Regions from separate parts of the Sus scrofa genome. Here region 1 is linked to region 2. A link is a contact called in public promoter capture Hi-C data. All regions are on one chromosome and are shown on one strand. The core of a region is the stretch at or near the end of the contact, and the rest is flanking DNA. Distances in the headings are between cores, read along the strand shown.

Region 1 (5,859 bases), core at 2,199-4,698, 690 kb after region 2:
TCATGCTATGATCTAATTTTCATTTCCTCTGAACTCCTAAGAGATGTTATTCTTTTCTCTGTCCTCTTCAACTACCAACCCATTTCCTTTGACCTTCAAACATGCACAGATCACTGCATCTCAAAAATAAAAACATAAGAACCCTACAACACTTTAATCCAATTACCTTCTCATTTTCCTTCAGAATCACAAAAATGACAAATCTGGAAGAAATAGTTTTCCCCAATCTCTTCTTTTACAAAAATCAATTAAGCTGAATATATTGAGTATCTTGTATGTGTCACATACTACAATGATTTTGGAAAAGTGATAAAAGTGAAGTAATGAACACTTACAACAACTGGACATCTCTTTCCTCTATAAAACTTCTAAGACTTTATCTCCCTGCCATTTCTTCACAATTTATCCTTGCTTTATTTCACCAAAATCTAGCTCCTAGTGCCTGCTATATAAATTCAAATAAATAGGAGTCCAGTGACTCCTTTCAATTAAATGCATAAGTCACTTCCCAGTTCTCTTCCTCCTTTTCTGTAGAATCCCATGCCTTCTAAGACATTATACTTTTATTATTTTTATGTTTTCCTGAGATCATTCCTTTCTTTATTAGTTGGTTGTTTCCTTTCTAATGACCCCAAATCCTTTGGACCAAACTACAAGGATTAATTCTTTGCTTTTCCAAGAAATGCCCCCATTGGTAAAGTATCCTTTTGTTTGTACTTCAATCAGTTCTAATTTTATGTCCCTTGTCAGTTTGTCTTGTCAATAATTATCTTACACAAGTTCTAGAAGTAAGAACTTTAGGAATCCTGTAAGGCAGTATAAGCTAAAAAGTGTTATAATATGCCATAGGTGAATGGCTCAAGGGACAGTCACAGCCTTTACTCGGAATAGGCGGTATTTAGCTGTAGAAAACACCAAGTTATTTAGAATAGTTTCCATTCTTCTGGCCAGAGTTTTGTTTTTTGTTTGTTTTTCTTTTTTGTCCCCACCCCCACTTGCCCTGGGGCCATATGGAGTTCCCAGGCCAGGGATCATATCTGAGCCACAGTTGCAACCTACACAGCAGCTGATGCAACGCTGGATCCTTTAACCCATTCTGCCAGATGGGGAGCTTACCTGTGTCCTGGCACTGTAAAGATGCCACCAATGCTGTTGTGCTGCAGTGGGAACTCCTGGTCAGAGTTTTTGTTAAGCTCAGATAGTAAACCAAGTTTTATTCACTCTTCAAGGCACTGAAAATTACAAGAGACCTTTACTTACTTGGCTTGACACCGGACTTTTCTGGAACAAGCTCTTGAGATGTCTCATGTAATTCAAGAATGCTTCTACCTTCCAAGGTTGGAATGTTGACATCTTTCAAACCAAAGTGTCTATTTCGTTCATATTCCTTATGTCTGTTTTCTTTCTGAGACAATGATTTCCTATGAGCAATTTTAGTTCTAATCATGTCCGTACTTAAATCCTTTCTATGTCGACTGGCAAAATGTGATGAAGACATCCTATTAGGAAAAAGAGAGAAAAATCAACTTACATGGAATCTCATTTTTATTATTTAAAAAATTAAGATTCTAGTTCACATCCTATCCCACATCAGTAAAAATGTTAAAATACAAAAAAGAATAAACATGTGACTGAAGAGTGGGAAAGAGGTTATCAAAAGACAGTACAACCCAGAGTTCCCGCTGTGAACTAGTATCCATGAGGATTCGGGTTAGATCACTGGCATTGCTCAGTGGGTTAAGGATCTGGGCATTGCCATGAGCTGTGCTGCAGGTCGCAGACACGGCTCAGATCTTATATTGCTGTGGCTGTGGTGCAGGCCAGCAGCTGCAGCTCTGATTTGTCCCCTAGCCTGGGAACTTCCATATGTCATGGATGTGGCCCTAAAAAAAAACTCTTTAATTAAAAAAATTAAAAATTAAAAAAATTTTAAAAAGATACTACAACCTATTTTGGGGTTCTGAATGAGAACTTGCATGACAGATGATGGCGAAGCCCAGGAAGCCAAGGTCTGGAATATAAACAAGAAGTTCCAGGCTTACCAGAGAGAATGATGCAAAACAGAGTATGAAGTAAAGATGAAAACAGGGAAAAAAAGTGAAGGACAGTATACAGAACAGTTTCCCTAACTTTCTCCTGGTGATGAATGCAGGAAGGCTGACATTTCTTCTCAAGCCGAAAACCAAAACAAACACACAAGATACCTATTATATAGGTAGAAAGAATAAGAAAGACGATGGCCTGAGTTCCAAGAAACCATGGGTCCAGCTGAGGAAAGGAATAAAGAAAAGTGGAAAGTCTACAGGCATCACCCATACAGCTGGTATAGAGAACAACCAAGCCTAACTGGAGAATGAGGGCTGAGTCTCCAAAGAAAAGTCTTGTCAGATTAAAAAACAACAACAACAAAAACAGAGGATATGCCATTAGAAAGTTTCAAAAGATATAGGCACACTATACTCTTCAATAACAACAACTAAGAAAGTCCACTGGAATCCTGAAAGAAAAATTGCACAAGAAATGCAACAAATTAAAATGTTACATGATTTTAAAGCAGTCAACGAATATTTTTTTTTTAAATGACCTGGATGCTAATAACATTGTCATTTCCTGTGACAAAGGACTGTGCTTCTTTTTTTTTGAAAAATGAAGAACTCTACAATTAGATTTTCCAATTGCTGAAAATATCAATTTGCTAAGAAAGATTTTTAAATTTTAAAAAATATGTATTAGTTATTTTAAAATACAGCATAGCACCATATACAGAACTGAAAGTATATTTAATTATCATATAAACCCTAAAAGGTAGTTAGTATAATTACCGTTATACAGATGAGGTAAATTAACTGCTCACATGAGCGCAGCTGAAAGGTAGCAGTTAGAATCCCAAACCAGGGAGCCTGGCTTCTTCACAGTACATCCAAGTTCAGTCTTTGGCTGACTGGAGTTTCTTCCAGCCAGAAAGCCTAGAATGCCTCAGTCTTGGTTGCTTAGAGGCTGTCAACTGAGGCATTTTTAGTTGTCACAGAATCTGGAAGGAGCTACAGGAATAACGACGGGCCAAATGCTAATTACGCCCTGATGGTAAAATGTTGACTGCTACAGAGATAATAGGAACAAATATTTACTCTTCTGGAGGACTGTGACATCAGCTTGGGAAAGACAGGTAACACCGTCGTAAGAGGCGCCTCCCCTGAGCCGCGCGCGTCCAGCTCGTAGCCGCCAGTGCTGACCTTCTAGAAAGAAGCGGACCGGCGCCTTCCCTTCAACTCTCCAGCGTCCACTTACCTGAGGCAGATTTTAACGCAGAAACCTCGACCAAACTAAAAGTGAAGAAACTCTCCGGGCCTAAGAGACCACCGCCACCTCTGAAGAAGAAACGCCCTGAGCCCAAGACTCAGCAAAATTCAAACTTCCCGCACCAAGCCTCTGATTGGAAGTATTTTAACCAATGCTTCCGGTAAAAATGCCCGCCTCTTCCCTCCGACGAGGCTTCCGATTGGTTCGCTCCCGCGATTTTTGAATTGATTGAAAGGGGAACGGACGGTTCGGAGGGAGGGCATGAGCGGAATCAATGGATGCTTCCGGATAAGCTCTAGTTGAGGGGCTGAGCAGTGGGGGTCGCTGAGGCCGTGGGAGAGCTGGAGTGGCTCGTGTTTTCCCCGGGCTACTCCGAATTCGCCCTGGAACTCCTAGGGCCTCGCGGGTATCAGAAAGGACAAAGGAGCTCAGAAGAAGAAAAGGGAATTTAGAGTTTGCAGGACTTTTTAATATCTTTTTAAAATTATATAAGCCCAGAAGAATTATTCGAATATGAACGTTTAGAAAAGCTTAACGCTTTAATGAAAGGGTTGTATTTTTGTTTGTTTTTTATTTTTCCAGGGGGGCGGAGGCCGCAGGTGTGGTATATGGAGGTTGCCGAGCTCTGGGCCCTATGGGAGCTATAGCTGCTGATCTGCACCCCAGCCACAGCGAGGGCGGGGGTGGGGTGGGGTGGAATCTGAGACTTGTCTGCGACCTGCATGAAGCTCATGCCAACGGATCCTTAACCCGCTGAGCGAGGCCAGGGAAGAATACTAGTCGGTTTAATTTCCACTGAGCTGCAAAGGGAACTCCAAGAAAGGGCTTATTAACACTCCATATTTCTCTCTACATCTTTTAATGTTCCTTTTCAATGTTAGCAGCCTTTTTTCCCTCATACTTTTTTTTATAGAAGTAAAAACTTTAAGCATTGAAAAGCATAGTGGTTTTAGTATAAGATTTGATGAGTTTTGCTAAGTGTAAACAACAGTGTAACCACCACCCAATCAGGATAAAAAGCATTTCCATCACCCAAGAGCTCCCTCTAGCGCCCCACCGCTTCGACTACCACTGTTCAGGTTTCTATCACCGTAAGAATAGGAGTAGTAGGTACACTTCCCTGTCTGCCTTCTTTCTCTCAGTGTAATTGAGTTAGGAGGTAAATGGGCCCCTGGACTGAGAAGAGCTGGGACTTGTTTCTCTTTGACACTTCAAGGAAAAAGTTAACTGCAGGACCTGAGCTCTGCTGGAGTAGAAAGATAAGATGACCACTTCAATCACTGCTGGGGTCAAGGGGACCTCCCGAATTAACACGCGTGCAGTAAGACTCCTAGGGGTCAAAAAGGGAGGGGATTCCAGGCCACAATAAGTCCTGATACCATCCCTGCCCTCTTAGCTTTGGAATCCATCTTTGCCAAAAGATGTGCACATATACCGGAGAGGGTACTGTGTCCAGTAAGGAGTGAGAAATAAAACAAGATAATTGGCTAAAGGTAAACAAAGACGCAGAAGAACTGTGCCATAAAAGCGATTTAGATCACCTCTCTGGCGCACTCCTCATTGAGGGGTACTGCCCTCACCTGCACTCCTCTTTAGGGTGTGTATTACTTCTTTACTTCTGATTTAAATAAACTACTTCTCTGTGTGCTCTCCCCATGTGTTGTACTGTGACTCTAACAATAAACTTTATACCTGTTTTCAGTCTTTCCCTCCCTGAAACGTTTTTGCTTTCAACAGAGGGCAAGAATCAGGGCAATTCTACTCTTAGCCTCTAGCTAGTCTAGTGACTAGGAGTCCTGGTTTTTCATCCAGGCTGCCCAGGTTCAGTGCCTGAGCAGAAAATTAAGGTCTCACTCCAAGCCATCACTCACTGCTGCCTCTCCGAAATCATAATGATTTTGAGATCCATCCCTACCATTACACGGATCAGCAGTTGTTAATGCTGAAAAGTATTGCATTGAATAATTTGCTTATCTATTCACCTGTTGGTGAATTTTTTGGATTGTTCCAGTTTTTAGCTGTTATGAATAAAGTTGCTGTTGGACTTCAAGGCTCCTTCACGGAGACTGAACTCAAAGCCTGTGGCCAAGACAAGATTGCCAGACCCTTGGAGTTCCTGTTGTGGCTCAGTGGTAACGAATCCAACTAGTATCCATGATGATGTGTGTTGGATCTCTGACCTCGATCCATGGGTTAAGGATCCAGCCTTTCCATGAGCTGTGGTGTAGGTAGCAGATGGGGCTCAGATCTCATGTTGCTGTTGCTGTGGCTGTGGTGTAGGCCAGCAGCTGCAGCGGTGTAGGCCAGTAGCTGCAGCTCTGATTTGTCCCCTAGCCTGCAAACTTCCATATGCTGCAGGTACAGCCCTAAAAAGCAAAAAACAACAAACAAAACTCTTCTTTCTTTTTGCCCTGATATGAGTCCAGAAATTCTTCCAGCCCACACGCACAGACCATGACAGTTGCTACAAACATCCTTGTACAAGTCTTTTTGTGAGATGATTTATTTCTCTTGGGGAAATATAAGTGTGGGATTATTTTTTAAATCAATAGTGACTTC
Region 2 (6,101 bases), core at 781-3,280:
ATCCTATGAGCAAAGGGAAGCCACTAAGTGTTTTAAGCAGGTGGTGACAAGGGAATTGACCAGATCTGTATGCAGGAAACAGAGAGCCAGGATGAATAGAACAAAACAAGTTAACTGGTAAGACTAGTCCAGATGAGAGACAAAAAGTAGGTTGATGAGGATAAAGAGAAGTAGGTGAATACTGCTAATGAAATTGTTAATATGTATTAAACACTATGAGAAAAAACACTGCTGTACGTCCTTTACATGGATCTCCCTTCATCCTCAAAACAACCCCAAGAAATGGGTATCATATTATCCTCATTTTGCAAGAAACTAAGGCTTAGAGAGGTTAACTATCTTTCCCAAAATTATACAACCATGGAAGCCAGGATTCAACCCAGACAGCCTGACTTTAGCCCCCTCTCTTAACCACTACAAAGGAGCTGGGACAGACTGGGTGGCGTGGATTAGTACAAATGTGACTCCTAGGCTTCTTGCTTGTGTAGTAGACTTAAATGGTGCTACCTTTCACTAAGTTAAGGAACACTGAGGAAGACCAAGTTTGAGGGGAAAAAGGAGTTCTATTTTGGACACTAAGCAGGCTCTAAGGCACTCAAGTGGGGAAAGCTTTCTTTCCAGGGGATGCTAACTAAAGAGCAGGATAGGTAGGGCTGATCTCAGAAGCAACATTTGCAATACAAATTCACAAGTCATCTACACATAGGTAGGTAGTAACTGAAACTAATGAATGTAGAAAGGAGAGAAAGAATACAGAATGGAAAATGAAGCATTAGGATAGAGCTCAGGACTCCTTGTGATGTACAGGGAAGGAGAGCTGCATGGGACACAGACAGACCAACAAGAGAAGAAAAATGAGTTTTGTATTCTAGAAGCCAAGGGGGAAGCACAAAGGAAGAGAATGTTTCAAAGAGGAGAGCATGATCAACACTGAGAATACAGATAAGGAAAGATGAGAATTGAAGAGAGTCCCTTGGATTTAGTGACCATGAAATATATTCGATGAAGGTGGGTTGAAAAATGAATGGGGAGTTAGAGAAAAGGACAGCAGGAATTTTGTGTTTTATTTCTAATTACAGAAATGAGAAGCATATTCTTAAATCCCATGAGAAAGATTCAGGAGACCCCGGCTTGGGCAATCAGTGAAATCATCCACTTTATTTTTGCGCGTGGGGTCGAAACCACACAAGAAAGGAAGCGAGAGCCCCCAGACACAAAAAACGAAAGCTTTTGACAGTCACTTTAAAATCAAGCGTCAAAGCGCTGGGTCGAAAGGTTTCCAACTGCCATAACTCGAAGAAAGCAAGGATAAGGAAAAATCATTAGAAGCACGTCAGGAAGCTTAACGCGATGCCGAAAGAACGGAATCAAAATTCGAGCCTTCCCCGCAAAGGCGGCCAGGCGGAAGGTACTCGGCGCCTGCCGGTCCCTCGGGCCTGCAGAGAAGCAGGTGTTTGGGGGAGTTCCTCCGAAGGACCAGACCCCCGGCCCCTCTGACCCTTCAGCGCAAAAGCTAGAAGCCGCCCCCACCTCCCCATCCAGAAGGACGCGGTGAGCATGACCCACCCCTACTGGCCGCACCCCAGTCCCCGAGCCTGCTGGGCGAGTCGACTCCGGGCCCGGCAGGAGGATGCTGCCCTTGGCAAAGGCGGCAGCGGCGGCGGGCGGGGGCCAACTCGCAGCAAGAGAGAAACTACCAGCAGCCAGGCCGGAAGCGGCCGCCGACCCACCCGGGGCGCTGCCCGCCGATACCGGCTTCGGCAAACAGGAAAGCCCGGCGGGCTGGCCCAGCCCTCCGGCCCCCGCCCTCCCCGGCAGCAACTCACCATTTTCCTTCCGGCCGTCAGCAGCCTTTCGCCTCCCCTTGGGCCCCTTTAAGAATGGCACGGCTGCCGCCTCCGTTCCTGCACGGCGCCTGGCAGAGCCGCCCCCACCAGCTACGCGGCAGCTGCAGGGCAGCACGTGACCGCCAACGGTGGCCGGCGCGGCTCAAACTTCGCAGGAACGCGAGTGCCCCCGCCCCTTCCATTTCTCCCGCGCTGTTTCTTGAACCCTCCAGTGGACGCTATCGGATTCGGAGTGGAGGACTTCCAGTGCCAAAATGTATCCTCAAAATTCGAGCCAGTTTTTGCTTCCTTTCAACCCTCCTCAATCTCTGAGAGAAATTTCATGGTGACATGATTGAGTCAACGATTTCAATGGTAAATGTGTGTGTTTGACCCCAACCTACCTTTCAAATTCCACCTCCCTCAAACCTAGGTACACCTGCCTTTCCTCTCACCCTCTCCGGAACCCTTGCCCCTACTCTGACCACCTTGCGGGACTTGGTAAATACATTTCTTTCTTGATGGTGTTTATTTATTCAAGTCTGATTGCGTGATGATTCATGTCTAGATGAGTGTTCTCATGAGCCATTGCCTAATCGCGCATTAAGAAGTTTCTGTAGGGGCAAGTTTACTTTTGAACCCGGTGGTTTGGAAGAAGTAAGGTTTGAACTCAGAATTCGTACACGTGTCTTCAATGAAAGAAGCTAACTGGGGCAGGAGCTCACGGAGTTTACAGCTTATCCTCAGCTGGTGCATGGTCCATAGTTGATGCTTGCTTCTTATTTACTGAATGACGAAAGAAGCAGAGAAAAAAGAAAATTCCAGAACATGCGCCCACTGCCATCCTTCTTCATTAGTATTAGACTGGATTATTAGAATATTTAAAGTTTATATTTAATGTTAAATTTAATGAATTGTTAGCATATTAATAAATACCATTAAGTCAGAGTTAAAATATATAACTTAGGAGTTCCCGTCGTGGCACAGTGGTTAACGAATCCGACTAGGAACCATGAGGTTGAGGGTTCGATCCCTGCCCTTGCTCAGTGGGTTAATGATCCGGCGTTGCCCTGAGCTGTGGTGTAGGTTGCAGACGCGGCTCGGATCCCGCGTTGCTGTGGCTCTGGCGTAGGCCGGTGGCTACAGCTCCGATTGGACCCCTAGCCTGGGAACCTCCATATGCCGCGGGAGCGGCCCAAAGAAATAGCAAAAAGACAAAAAAAAAAAAAATATATATATATATATAACTTAATTTGATCCAATACCTACGTTTTCTCATAAATTAGAAAACTAGAAAGTTTAACTAGTAAGAAATTCCACAGCTCAGCTACATTCTCTTAGTGACCTGCCCCCATAATACTTTTTACTATGATAAGAGAACTGGTAAATTTGACACCTAGTACCATGTAAGAAATGATGGGAGAGAAAATGATTGTTATTAGTCCATGAACAATTATATTAGAGTTTAGCATAGATTCTTCCCCACCCCCATCTTTTCCCGTCTCCTCTCTCCATCTATGAGAGGAATTAGAGGAAAAGGTGAAAAAATTAATGTTTAGCTACATGACATTTCACCTGATAAATAGTAAATCCATTGTTTTCCCCTTTCATGTTGTTCTTTTAATGTTTTCCCAATGTTATTGGCTATGAAATGGGCAAAGTCTCATGTAGACCCAAGAGAGGCTGGACAGAGGCTGGATGTAGTGACAAGAAAAGGACAATGATGAAAATGTGATTTATTTTACTATGTGGGAAAATGAATATAGACTATGAACAGAAATATTACTTGAACTCAGACTGTAGAATATTCTTGCCACCAGAAAAAAAAAATTATACCTATTTTAAATGTTTGGGAATGCTGTTCTGGCTTGGGTTATTCTGAGGGGGAAAAAGTTCCAGAATATTTTCCAGCACTTTTCTGCTTGGGTAACCCTATACAAATCAAGAACCTGTAAATATTAGTTTATGTAAAGGTCACCGAAATGTGTTTTATCTTGGGGAAGCATTTGACATCAAGACAAGATCAGGGTCAAAAGGAAAAGAGCATTTCCACTTAAAAATCGAGGGATGATCAGAATTAGAATAATCTTGGAATTCCTGTTGTGGCTCAGAGGTTAAGAACCCGATATAATATCCATGAGGATGTTGGTTCAATCCCTGGCCTTGCTCAGTGTGTTAAGGATCCGGTGCTGCTGCAAGCTGGCTGTAGGTCACAGAAGATGTGGCATAGACCAGCAGATTCAACCTCTAGCTCAGGAACTTCCATATGCTGCAGGTGTGGCCATTAAAAGAAAAAAAAAAAAGAATTAGAATAATCTTTTCTGGCCTGAGTTTTTCTTTTTTTTCTTTTTTTGGCTGCACATGCAGTGTATGGAAGTTCCCAGGTCAGGGATCCAACCCGAACCACAGCAGTGCCTCAAGCCATTGCAGTGGCAATGCTGGGTCCTTAATCTGCTGTACCATGAGAGAATTCCTGGCCTGAATTTTTCTAAGTCCTCCTTTCTCTGTATTAACAGCCTTGCTAAAGTGTTTATATTACTTACATAGTCTTACTTATTCATTCATTCAACAAATAGTTATTGAGGATCCACTATGTATCGGCTATGTCCTGGATGCCAAGGTCCAACACAGACTAAAACCCCTACCATCCTGGAACTATTCTAATAGGGAGGAGGAGATAGCAGACAATAGGATAATAAGTTAGTAAATATTATATCCTAGAAGGTGATTAGTGCTGGGGAAAAGAACAGGGAAAGGAATATTGGAATGCAGGGGGTGAGAGACTTTTTATTTCAAATAAAGAAGTCATCCTAGTCCTCACTAGGAAGGTCATGTCTGAACAAAGATTTAAAGCTGTGGGGATTAGCCTTATTGATTAGCCATGTCAGTGTCTGGAAGAACATCTCACACAGAGGGACTAGCATTGCAAAGACCCTGAGGCAGAAGCCTGCATGTTGTGGGGGACAAAACAGCAGTCAAATGACTGGATTGGAGGTGCTGGGGTGAATTGTAGGTGAGATCATAGAGGGATTAGAGGGCTGGATTCTGTACAGCCTTGTAAATAATCACAAGGACTTTGCCTCGGAAATGATCACAAGGATGTGCCATTGGCAGGACTGAGCAGGGGAGTGACGTAATCTCTTAGGCATTTTAGCAGAATCATTCTGACTCAGTTTCCTTCTAAAAGGATCCTTCTGTTGTGTTAGACTGTCAGGATAGAGTTACTTCCAAGGCCAGCCAAGATGGAGTAAGCCAGCTGCAGTCTCTCTCTCCCATTGATTACAACTAAAAGCTCTGGACAGAATATAAAAAGCAACTACATGAGGACTGAGAATAAATAGCAGAATAGTTGGTGGATTGAGGAAGGAAGTGTTTTGATTGCCTCCTCTTCATCCTGTTTATGAGAGAGGGATTCTTGCCCTAGAGTTATGAGACCAGCCCAACACACAGCACCCAACACTGGCAGGTGAAATTGACAGCTGTTTTTTTAGTCACATACACTCACGCCTGGAGCAGGGGGACACCAAATGCCGTGCACTTGGGAACAGAGTAAACAGCTGGAGGCTGTGGGAGGCAGGCTTTGTAGTTTCAAGAGGGTGAGGTGCCCTCTGGTGCCTGCAGGAGGATGTGATTGGCTTATTTGAATAATTCCATGAGCTGGCAGGGAACTGAAACCCACTACTCAGGGATCAGCAGGCACTGTGCTTGGTCCCCAAGATAAGGAGGGTTGTTTGGCTAGAAGACCTTATCTGTGGGAGCAGAGTGGGGATAGAAACTTGCAGTTAGGTCATTCCCCATTTCAACACAAAGTCAAGGCAGCACATAATATTACACCTTAATTTTAGGCCTTACAGGATTTCCCGTTGTGGCTCAGTGGGTTACAAATCTGACTAGTATCCATGAGGACTCGGGTTCAATCTTTGGCCTTGCTCAGTGGGTTAAGGACCTGGGTGTTGCCTTGAGCTGTGGTGTAGGTTGCAGACGAGGCTCCGATCTGGCGTTGCTGTGGTGTAGGCCGGCAGCTACAGCTCTGATTTAGCCTGTAGCCTGGGACTTTCCATATGCTGCAGATGAAGCCCTAAAAAGAAGAAAAAAATTTTTAGGAATTGCAGGAAGTCAGAACTTGACAAATGACTAGTGTAGTGCTGGTGAGTTTCCTAGTTCTTTTTTTCTCCTTTACTGCCTGACTTGAGATCAGTCTGAATCAGCAAAACTTCCAAAAGAAATCCTTCCTTCCATCCTGGGGATGAAGAAAAGAGGCCCCTGGGAACAGGA

Evidence for each region. Promoter capture Hi-C pulls out the DNA fragments that hold promoters and counts their contacts.
Region 1: a contact with region 2 is called in a promoter capture Hi-C map of fetal liver, with 2.9 times the contacts expected there. The contact joins the promoter of DLGAP5 here to the promoter of CGRRF1 in region 2. A contact is called at or near these places in 1 of 5 promoter capture datasets (fetal liver) and 1 of 2 datasets of contacts at active chromatin or transcription factors (alveolar macrophages).

Annotation. Positions count from the first base shown.
Region 1 is chr1:184,546,580-184,552,438 of Sscrofa11.1, forward strand. It overlaps DLGAP5 (disks large-associated protein 5), which reads right to left and starts at 3,449. Exons shown (of 19, transcript XM_003121820.4): 1 at 3,289-3,449; 2 at 1,261-1,499. The coding sequence starts at 1,498.
Region 2 is chr1:183,861,429-183,867,529 of Sscrofa11.1, forward strand. CGRRF1 (cell growth regulator with RING finger domain protein 1) reads left to right here and starts at 2,031. Exons shown (of 11, transcript XR_002346942.1): 1 at 2,031-2,201. GMFB (glia maturation factor, beta) reads right to left here and starts at 1,906. Exons shown (of 7, transcript NM_001244461.1): 1 at 1,827-1,906. The coding sequence starts at 1,829.